Linked DNA regions of Mus musculus: region 2 is linked to region 1. The links are chromatin contacts, called in public Hi-C maps. All regions are on one chromosome and are shown on one strand. Each heading gives the region's core, a stretch centred on a gene start, on an enhancer-like site or on the middle of the called end of the contact. The rest is flanking DNA. Distances are from core to core; before and after follow the strand shown. Region 1 overlaps Gm30173 (predicted gene, 30173). Region 2 has its middle 48 kb from the start of Gm30292.

Evidence for each region. A called contact is a pair of places that touch in the nucleus more often than the background predicts.
Region 2: a Hi-C map of muscle stem cells shows a contact between it and region 1, with 2.2 times the contacts expected there. The contact joins two enhancer-like sites. A contact is called at or near these places in 1 of 15 datasets of contacts at CTCF or cohesin (large pre-B cells), 9 of 484 Hi-C or Micro-C datasets (the C2C12 cell line, the G1E-ER4 cell line, the HL-1 cell line and 4 more), 2 of 115 datasets of contacts at active chromatin or transcription factors (fibro-adipogenic progenitors and large pre-B cells) and 1 of 9 other capture datasets (embryonic stem cells).

Annotation. Positions count from the first base shown.
Region 1 is chr3:52,536,590-52,541,536 of GRCm38.p6, forward strand. All of the region lies in intron 1 of Gm30173 (predicted gene, 30173), which reads left to right. Among named protein-coding and RNA genes, the nearest start is that of Gm30173, 22 kb to the left of the region's middle. Within about 2 kb of position 1,937, at least 33 of the 459 cell types and tissues checked have an H3K27ac peak or open chromatin away from gene starts, as enhancers often do. A contact at or near this core is called in muscle stem cells, where this site is marked.
Region 2 is chr3:52,843,518-52,848,464 of GRCm38.p6, forward strand. No RefSeq gene overlaps it. Among named protein-coding and RNA genes, the nearest start is that of Gm30292, 48 kb to the left of the region's middle. Within about 2 kb of position 1,949, at least 50 of the 459 cell types and tissues checked have an H3K27ac peak or open chromatin away from gene starts, as enhancers often do. A contact at or near this core is called in muscle stem cells, where this site is marked.

The DNA of each region.
Region 1 (4,947 bases), core at 687-3,186:
GGAGGAGGATGGGCTTGAAGTTGACATTGGGTGTCTTCATCAATCTTTCTCCACTAGTTTATTGAGGCAGGGTGTCTCACTGATTCCTTAGACTGTCATTTTGGGCTGTTGTGTCATGTATGCTTTGTCTCTGCGTCATGAGTGTTGGGCATACACATGGCAGCCATATATGCCTGGCTGTTTATATGGGTTGCCAGGGCTCTAAACCCCAGCCCCTATGCTTGTGTCATCAACACTATAGCCACTTAGCCTTCTCCCCAGACCAAAGTTTGTAAAATCTTGACTGAACAGTCTTAGACAAGTGATGGATTCTAACTGTTTGCTTGCTAGCTTTTAGAAGATTTCTCGTCTTTGAAATGAAGGATTATGGTAATCATAAAACTCTCAGACACAAGAGCAAACAGCATCATATTTTGGTTGGAAACTTGGGCCATGCAGACCCTTGAAGAGAACAGGTGTTATTGTCATAATCATGAAATCCTATAGGTTGAAAGTAGAGAGGGGTCTATTTGAGTTCTAGTTCAGCTTGTAATCAATTGGGTAAGGATGGAGGTGTATCACTGTAGCCCCTCTGTAGCTCCGTTCATCATCTATAACATAAAGGGCTTGCTTGGTTCTGTTTCCCAGATCCCTGCTGGCTCTAAAATCCTGTGATTGGCATCTCTCCTCCATTTCAGAATATTCTTGTATGTCCAGTGATGCAAATCAAGTTATCAAATATTTGTTGAGCACATGCTATTTATTCAGGATCTGAAATCATTTGAAAAACTGGATCTGGGCGGGGGGGGGGGTGGGGGTGGGGGGAAAGAGGGCCAAGGAAGGGAAAGATACTGATGATAATAAACAGACAGATTCAATGATAAAGAACGTTGGAATGTTTAATAATCTCTAGCGTCTACTTGTTTGTTTAGAGCCACTTTGTGTGGTTAAAAATGCAGGTCACAGTGCGACAATTGACTGAGGGAGAGCCTCACACGTGACCTACTGGATGGAAACTGAACTATGAGGCCCTCAGGATGACAAATATTGCTTGGTGATAAAAAGCACTGCTTCATCAGGGACTAATCTGCTGCTAAAGTGTTGCTTCAGGAAAAAAAAAGTATGACCAGAAAGGAAGTCCCGGTGATTTAACTGATGGGGACAGCTGGAGGCCCTGTAATTGTCCACCGAGAAAGTAGAGAAAGGAAAAGTTGTCTTTCTATGGAAAAGATGGTATAAACCGGTGTGGCCGGACTCTTCTGGCTCTGAAGATTCCTGAGAGCGCTTGAGGAGACTGATCACAGGCAGTGCCCATCCATGGGGTGGGCTACAGCAGCCAAAGCCTTCTCTACGGTGGCAGCATAGCTCTCCTTTCTGCAGAGGCATCAGGTCTGGGGGTGGGGTATTCAAACGTCTTTGAGAATTGATGTAATTGCTACAGGTGACCCAGTGAGAGAGAAGTAAGTGGTAAATAGCCCCACCAGATTTCCTTAAATCAGAACAATTCTGTAATCAGTTGCTGTATAGATTGCGGCTCTCTGTGATGGAAGCGGATAACTTAATTGGCCAAAAGAACTCAGGAGCTACTTTGGTGGCTGTGATGGCTAATCTCGGTTGTCAACTTGGTTGGATCTGGAATCAACTAAATTACAAGCCACTGGGCATTTCTGTGAGGAATTTTCTTGATCACATTATTTGAAGTGGGAAGACTTATCCTAAATGGGGATGGTAACTTCTGGTGCCAGACCAGATAAAGGACATAGAAGATGGACACTGCTTTCTGTTTGCCTTCACTCTTGCTGACAAGTCTGCTGGTCCTGTGGCTACATCGTTCCTTTGTTGAGAATAAAACCACTTTCTTCGGGTTTCCAATGCAGACTGATGACCAACAGCTTTCCAGGAATCCTCAAGACCTTCAGTGCCAGAGACACTGCTGCTGAGACATGCAGCCTCCTGATGTGAGCAGTTACCAGAGTCTCAGCTTAGTCATCGTGAATCACCACTGTTGGACTGCCAGGGCCATATTATGTAAGACAATCTGATAAACCCCCACCACACACACACACACACACACACACACACACACACACACACACACAGATATATATATATGCACATATACATACACACACCGATACACACACACAACACACAATCAGTTCTATTTCTCTAGAGACCCCGGAGTCTAGCATTAGCCACTCATTTGGCTGAGTAACGTTAGGCAAAGTTCTGATGCTTGGGATTTTGGCCTTGCTGTGGTGATGACTGGTGCTTGCTGGATACTGTGAGACCAGGATTCCTGGCACAAAGAATTCTGGGAGATGGAATAATTGCCACTCCACACCATCACCCCCAGGCCATGATTCTTCTGTCACCATCTAGGGGTGGTGTGGCATGAGGAATGAGGTAGGGACTTACACAGGAAATCTTGTTTAGTCCCTGGTGTTGCTGCCGTTCTCCACAACCCTGATAGAGGACGTGAGGGCTCTGAAGTTCAAGGATCTCATATGGGCCATTCAGCCAAAGGGATGCATTGGAGAATCCCCAAACAGTGTGTTCTGCAGTCAGCCCAAGTGATGACTCCAAGAACATTCTAGGCTATAGTCTAGGCCTGGACGTCACTGGAATCTTCTCTGGTACCATGACAACCGGTATTTAGGGAGGCAAATCTGGGTATCTGAGAAAGAAGAGGGTGTGAGCCTTGAGTTCTGTAAGATCCCAAGCCCTGTGGTGCTGTGGAACATCTTAAAGGGGAGGTCTGGGCAGGCTGCTACTTTATCTCTGTCCAGTGATAGACCAAAAGAGCTCAGGCAATGCATCTCTAGCAACAAAACTAGTCACAAAACATGGAGATGCATTGGTGGTTGGTAGGTCCTAGGTGGTTGAGGTTTTTAGATGTAGAAAGAATAAATCTTGGGGACAGTTCAATCTGCCCTCTTGGTATAAATTGATTGATACCCTTTGACATCTTGGGAGCCACATTTTTACTTTCTGGAACGAAGAGAAGTTGGTGTTTGGAGTTGGTCCTGCATAGAGATTTCTCGGATTGGTAGAGAAGGAGGAAGGAAAGTTGACATGAAGCGTTCCTTCTGCCTGGATACATGTCTACTCCTCGGTCCTTCACAAGGCGCTCGTGTAGCCCAAAGAGTGAGCTTTACTTTCAAAGAGTTAACTGGAACTTGCGGTGATTTTTCTACTAGTTTAGTATGGCTCAAGTCATGAAGCAGGCTTATTGCCTATTTCAGAGCATCCGTAAAGCCAGAAGTCTACGAAGAAGCCAGTACAAACCATGTCAGGAGTAATGGAACCTTCTACCTTTCCTTTTTTTTTTTTCTCTCTCTCTCTGACAGATGTCACAGATCGAGTTTCTCTCCTGGGATATGGACCCCAATAAAACCTATGGCCTGACACACTGGCAGCCTCTCTGAGCCGCAGACGCATGCTTAGAATTCCACAGTCTGCTATGAGGCCAGCGGAGAAAGCCCCAAGCAAGAAAGGCAGACACTGGGCACTTTTGAACTTATTCTGGGTATTAAAGGAGCTTTAAGTGGGAAGGGTATGTGGAGCCAAGAGCCAGCGATTTTCAGCTGACTGGGGAGAGTTGCCACACAGCCTGGAGATGTGCCCTAGGCAGACAGTACCAGGTACTGCCAGGTACGAGGCGTGATTCTGGGCAGGACAGTTCTCTTTCAAACTGTGCTGGATAAGCCTTGTGATGGAAATGTGGGGCATCTTCAGCCGTAGAGTGTTACCTTCATGTTCTGACAGGCAGCCAGGAGCAATGGTAATAGCCTGTGCTGTTTGTGGGTGGTCTTTTGTATCCACGTTATATTCACGAGGAAGGAGAGATTTCACATTGCCTAGCTGTGGGGCCTTTACAGTGCTTGGCACATAACACATAGTCAACAAATATTTATTAAATGAGAAAAACAACAACAACAACAACATTGAATGACCTCTTATCTTCTTTCTGTGCCCGATATTAAAATACTATCTCTATCCTCAACACCATTGCTTACAGTGCCCTTAGAAAATTTTATTCTAATTTGCTCTTTCTCCCCCTTTCTACCTAGGAGTTAAAGTTAAAAATATGGACTTTGTTATTGTTTATTTTTGAGACAGGGTTTTGCTATGTGGTCAAAATGGCCTTGAGTTTACCATGTAGTCTGGCCCAGTCTCAAACTTGTATGCACCCTTCTCCAGCCTCCCAAGTACTGAGATTGAAGCATGCACCACTGGGCTTCATGGGGGCTGTGGTTTTGTTTTGTTTTTTGTTTTTGTTTGTTTGTTTGTTTTTCAGTGTTTAGACTCATTCCTGGCATGTATCAGATGCTCATTGAACAGGACAACTATATTATTTGTTACTCAAATCGGGACCCTGGGAGGGTACAGGGATGCTGACTACAAAGAACAGATACCCCTGTGGAGCCTCACGCTGGGCCCTGATCAGTGAACGCTTGGGGAATAACCAAGAGCTTGCAGAGTCCACAGAGGCATGCCGTTCTAATGCTTTGCCTTATCTGGAGATTAAAAACTGCTCTCTGGGAATTCCACCCCCTGGGCTCAATTCTATTCGACTAGACATACACAATACATCTAGATTGTCTTTCTTTCATGTGGCATTTAATATCTGCGTTCTCTGGCTGCTGCTCCTCTGCTAAATTTTCCCTTTTGCAGGCTAAACACTGCCTTTCTTCAGCATTCCATTTGCCTTGGAAGTTCGCTGGCTGCTCGTGGTTCCGAGGGGGAGGAGGGTGTCTGTGTACTGAGGCTGCCTTAGGTACTCTAAGTGTTGGCTTTGAGAAACCACACTCTCCATCCTTGTCAGCCTTGAGGGTCTCTGGAAACAATTGTAATCAGGACGTAAACTTTATTATTGGTGCAGTCCTGACCCAGTGGCTTTAATTCTTGTCCACATGCTTTGACATAATCCCATGATCCAACTCTGTGGCTCAGTTCTGGTGACCG
Region 2 (4,947 bases), core at 699-3,198, 310 kb after region 1:
ACAGCTGTCAGAGCCTGGGCCACCTTACCACTGTCACCATCACCAGCTCCTAATCCTTGGCAAGGTCCTATGCTGGTATTCTGACCCCACGTAACAACACTGGGAGGCTAGGGGCTGGAAATTGTTCAAGATCTCTTCCAGGAACTTTGCTCCTTCACGAGGCTCTCTTTCTTTTTAGGGTCACCACCCGACGCTGTAATCTACAAATGCGTGCAATGCTAAGCTGCTTAAAAATGAAATACAATGAGCCAGGCATGGTGGCTCAGGTCTGTAATTCCAGCTGAGGATTGCAACTCTGGGGGCAAGCTTGTGTGACACGATAGATTTCAGCTCAGGCTCTTCCGCAAGATCCTGTCTAAAACAAAATGAGAAAAAAGTGCTTTATTCAATAGGATTTTAATGTGTAATTAATATCCAAGAATCAAATTACTTTACATTATGTGTTCTCTTCGCAAGCCTTCCAGACATGGTTTGTGTTTCGTAGACGTTCATCTTGGTTTGGCCTTAGCCACATTTCAAATGGCTGTTATCCACAGGGGGCAGCGGCTGCACACTGTACAGCAACTGAGCCCCTTCTGTGTGACTGATGCTTTGTCCTTAGGCTCTCTCTTCATGCTTTTCCTTTTCGGCAGAAAGCTCTGGTAACTCATCTACCAATCAGCTCCAAGACTGATTCTTGTCCGTTTTGCACTTCCTTTCCCAGCTCCGCCTCTAGGGGGCAGCTCCAAAAGGTGTCCCAGGGCGCCCTCTAGTGACTGCTCTCAGAATGACAGGACTTTGCAAAAACAACTCTGGGGGGGGGGGGTGGAAATAAATTGAATTAAACAAATGAGGCATCAAAGTCGAATTTCAGGGACATTGAATCCTTGATCACTAGGCAGTTCTTTCCATCCTGCTTCCGAGCAAGGACTCTCCTCTGTCTAAATTGTGATTGGCAGAGGATACACTATTCCCTCTCCCTTGGGGTATGGTAGGTACATCCGTAGTCAGAAACACCAGTGGCCATCTCTGCTACCAAAAAGAGACTGCATCTGGCTCTCAAAGAGGAACAAATCCCTCACAGAGGTGTGGGGGCATCCTGGGAAACTCTACAGAAACCAGCTGGGACCACCGTGTGAAGACGATTCTGCACTTCTGGGTACATGGTCAGTAAATAACCCAGGGCATAGGAAGTCTGGATAGATACGTGTGACTTGGAAGGTGACTACCTTTTACTGAATGAAGCATCCAGAAACTTCTCTGCATGATCTACAGCCACTGGTAACCGATGAAAAATGAAACCTCGTGAAATTTTTTTTGTGCAAACGCAACACACATGTACATGCACACTCGTGCACACATGCATGCACATGCATAGGTGCACTCACACACATGTGCGTACACACACACACACACACACACACACACACACATGCTGGGGACAGTGACAATGCCCCATGCCCTTAAGTCAGTATTGATAGGTTGGTTTATATAAACTTGGCAGGCTGAGGTGCATAGAACAAGGTATCTGCTCACTTCTCTTAGGATGAGGGACACAGGTTCCTTCTGACATTAAGTTAGAAACATTGTATTAAAAAGTAGGATCCCAGAACTTTATGAACTGAGATTTTCACTCAAAATAAAGGGAAATGACAGTACTGGAAAAACACATCTTGGGGACCCTTGTGTGGGAAGGGTTCAATGGCCCCTGGTGCAGTTGATCTGTTTGGTAGTTCATAATCTTATTTGGGACCAGTGGGAAGGGAATGTGGCAAAGCCAGGAAACCCACCAGGCATGCCACATGCTACATAGCAGGCCAGTCAGCCCCTCCCCCAGCCAGTCAGCCCCTCCCCCAGCCAGTCAGTCAGCCCCTCCCCCTCCTCCCAGCTGCACCTTTACAACTGCAAGTTGTAAGTGGGGTGGGGCAAGTAGCTCACCACAGGTTTATCTAGTTAAGGAAATGCAGTTTCTTAGCCCTGACCTAACATGGTTATGATGTGTAGCCCAGGCTAGCCTAGAACTCTTGGTCTGCCTACCTCAGCCTTGCAGATGCTAGTGTTATAAGTGTGTGTCAGCCTGGCTCAGGCCTCACTTAGTTCTCATGATCTACAAGACTCCACCCAGCCCTGGGCTCACAGCCTAAGCAAGGCTGATTGGTCACGGAGCCCCAGGCTGCCTGTCTCCACTTCAACATTTCTGGGATTACAAGAGTGTGCCACCATGCCTGGCTTTTTACATGGGTTCTTCGGATCTAAACTCAGGTCCTCATGATTGCAGGATCCTGACTGACTGAGCCATCTCCCCAGCGCTCCTATCTGTCACATTTACCAAGGACAGGTGGGAGACTGAGAGAGGGAACAGAACAGACAAGTGATCACCCAGACAGGCTCAATTTTAGTCTATGTCTTACTAGTTGTACTGGCTAGTTTTGTGTCAACTTGACACAGCTGGAGTTATCATAGAAAAAGGAGCTTCAGTTGAGGAAATGCCTCCATGAGATCTAGCTGTGGGGCATTTTCTCAATTAGTGATCAAGGGGGGAGGGCCCCTTGTTGGGGGGACCATCTCTGGGCTGGTAGTCTTGGGTTCTATAAGAGAGCAGGCTGAGCAAGCCAGGGGAAGCAAGCCAGTAAAGAACATCCCTCCATAGCCTCTGCACCAGCTCCTGCGTTCTGACCTGCTTGAGTTCCAGTCCTGACTTCCTTGGTGATGAACAGCAGTATGGAAGTGTAAGCTGAATAAACCCTTTCCTCCCCAACTTGCTTCTTGGTCGTGATGTTTGTATAGGAATAGAAACCCTGACTAATACAAATTGGTACAAGCATAGTGGGGTATTCCTGTGACAACCTGACCATGTTTTGGGGATGTCTGTAGAAGGACTTTGGAACTTTGGGCCAGAAGATCCATTTGGTGTTAAGAGCTCTGTCGAATGTTGTGTAGGAGCTTGGAAGATAATGTTGAGAACAGTGCAGAAGAAGGAGGCCTGGCTTGTGAAATTTCAGAGGGAAGATTAAAGACTTTTTTCAGGGCCATTGCTAGTTTGATTGTGAAGATTCTGTGGTTTTGGTTAGCTGGGGCTGAAGAATCAGCTGTGATTAACAAGATACCAGAACTACTAAAGCAAAACCTTTGCATTACTGGGACTATTGATGCTGGTTAGCTGGAGCTAAGAAATTAGCGGTGATTAAGAAGAGACCAGCATCATTGAGGTGACATCTTCTGGGAAGTGTTTTGTGAGAGCACAGAGGCTGTGTTCCAGAGATAGCCAAGGTTGTACCTTGTGCTGTGGCTGGACTTGGTAATGTGTAAGAGTTACCCAGGTGGTACTGGTTTTGAAGGCATGAAGGGGTCACGCAGAGCAGCTGAAGCTCAGCACTGTGAGAGGCCATGGAAGGCCATTGGTGAAGGTGCAGCCTCAGTTGCAATTGATGGCCCAGGACTGAAGGGGTCATGCAAAGGAGTTGAGGCTTAGCACCATGAAGAGAGCCTATGAGAGGCTATTGTTGAAGCCAAGTTACATTGGAAGACAGCAGCATTTTGGAGATGCCAGTACCATGAGATGACTACCAAGAACAGCTGCAGCAGTGGAGTACAGGCAGCTGGAGCCTAGAAGACAACATGTGTGCTACAAAGGGCATGGCTGGAGAAGTGACCCAAGCCCTTGGAGGAGCCCAGAAGACCGTGAGTTGGATCCCAGACATTGGACGGTTGGAGATTGATTTTTGCTTTTGATTGTGACTGTGCCCTGATATTTTACCCTCTTGAAGGAAGTTTTTTAGTGAAGCCCACAGTTAAGAGACTTTGAATTTTAAAGTACTTTGAATTTTAAAAGATAGTGAATATTTTAAAAGGATTGAACTTTTAATATGTAAAGACTGTGGGACTTTTAAAGTTATTTTAGATCTTGGGGATGAATAAGAACTAAGGGTTGAGGCTTACTAGTGATGTATTTGTGGGTCAAGTTGACAAGGGGTCAATTGTACTGGCTAGTTTTGTGTCAACTTGACACAGCTGGAGTTATCACAGAGAAAGGAGCTTCAGTTGAGGAAATGCCTCCATGAGATCCAACTGGAAGGCATTTTCTCAATTAGTGATCAAGGGGGAAAGGCCCCTTGTGGGTGGGACCATCTCTGGGCTGGTAGTCTTGGGTTCTATAAGAGAGCAGGCCGAGCAAGCCAGGGGAAGCAAGCCAGTAAGGAACATCCCTCCATGGCCTCTGCATCAGCTCCTGCTTCCTGACCTGCTTGAGTTCCAGTCCTGACTTCCTTGGTGTTGAACAGCAGTATGGAAGTGTAAGCCAAATAAACCCTTTCCTCCCCAACTTGCTTCTTGGTCATGTTTGTGCAGGAATAGAAACCCTGACTAATACACTAGTGTAACCTTTGTTAAGTCATTTGCATACTTTAGTTGTCAGTTATTATATGTAGAGAACGTAGTAACACACATGACACATGGTGTAAGGACACACTTGACATGTAGTATAGTAACATATATGACACATGTAGTAACACAGGTGACACATGGTCTATGGGCTCTGGGCTCATTTCTACCTCATGGGTGAATGCTTCCATAAAATATGATTCTGGAGAGACACTGCCCTCACGATCGGCAAATATATGCTTAGTTCACTGATTTGACTTGTCTGTGGCAATGTTGACCACTCAAAGGAGACAACTATGCAAATCTTGATTTTTGTAGGATCGGCTCTCCACTGCAATAAAAATATTTTTTTTAGTTTTCACTTTGTATCCAAAATTTCAACATTGAAAATTCCTATTGGCAATATGAAGAAAATTATCTATACAATTAAGTAAACATAAATATCTCTCCCAGTCCTCTCAAGAGACAAGATGGCCAGGGCAGGTGGAAGCTGGAGTCTATCAGTGAGCAGTGCCCTCGGGGTAATGTTCCCCTCAGAGGCACGGTCTGGCTGCTTGGGTAGAAATGGACCAGCCTCCCCCAGAAGTA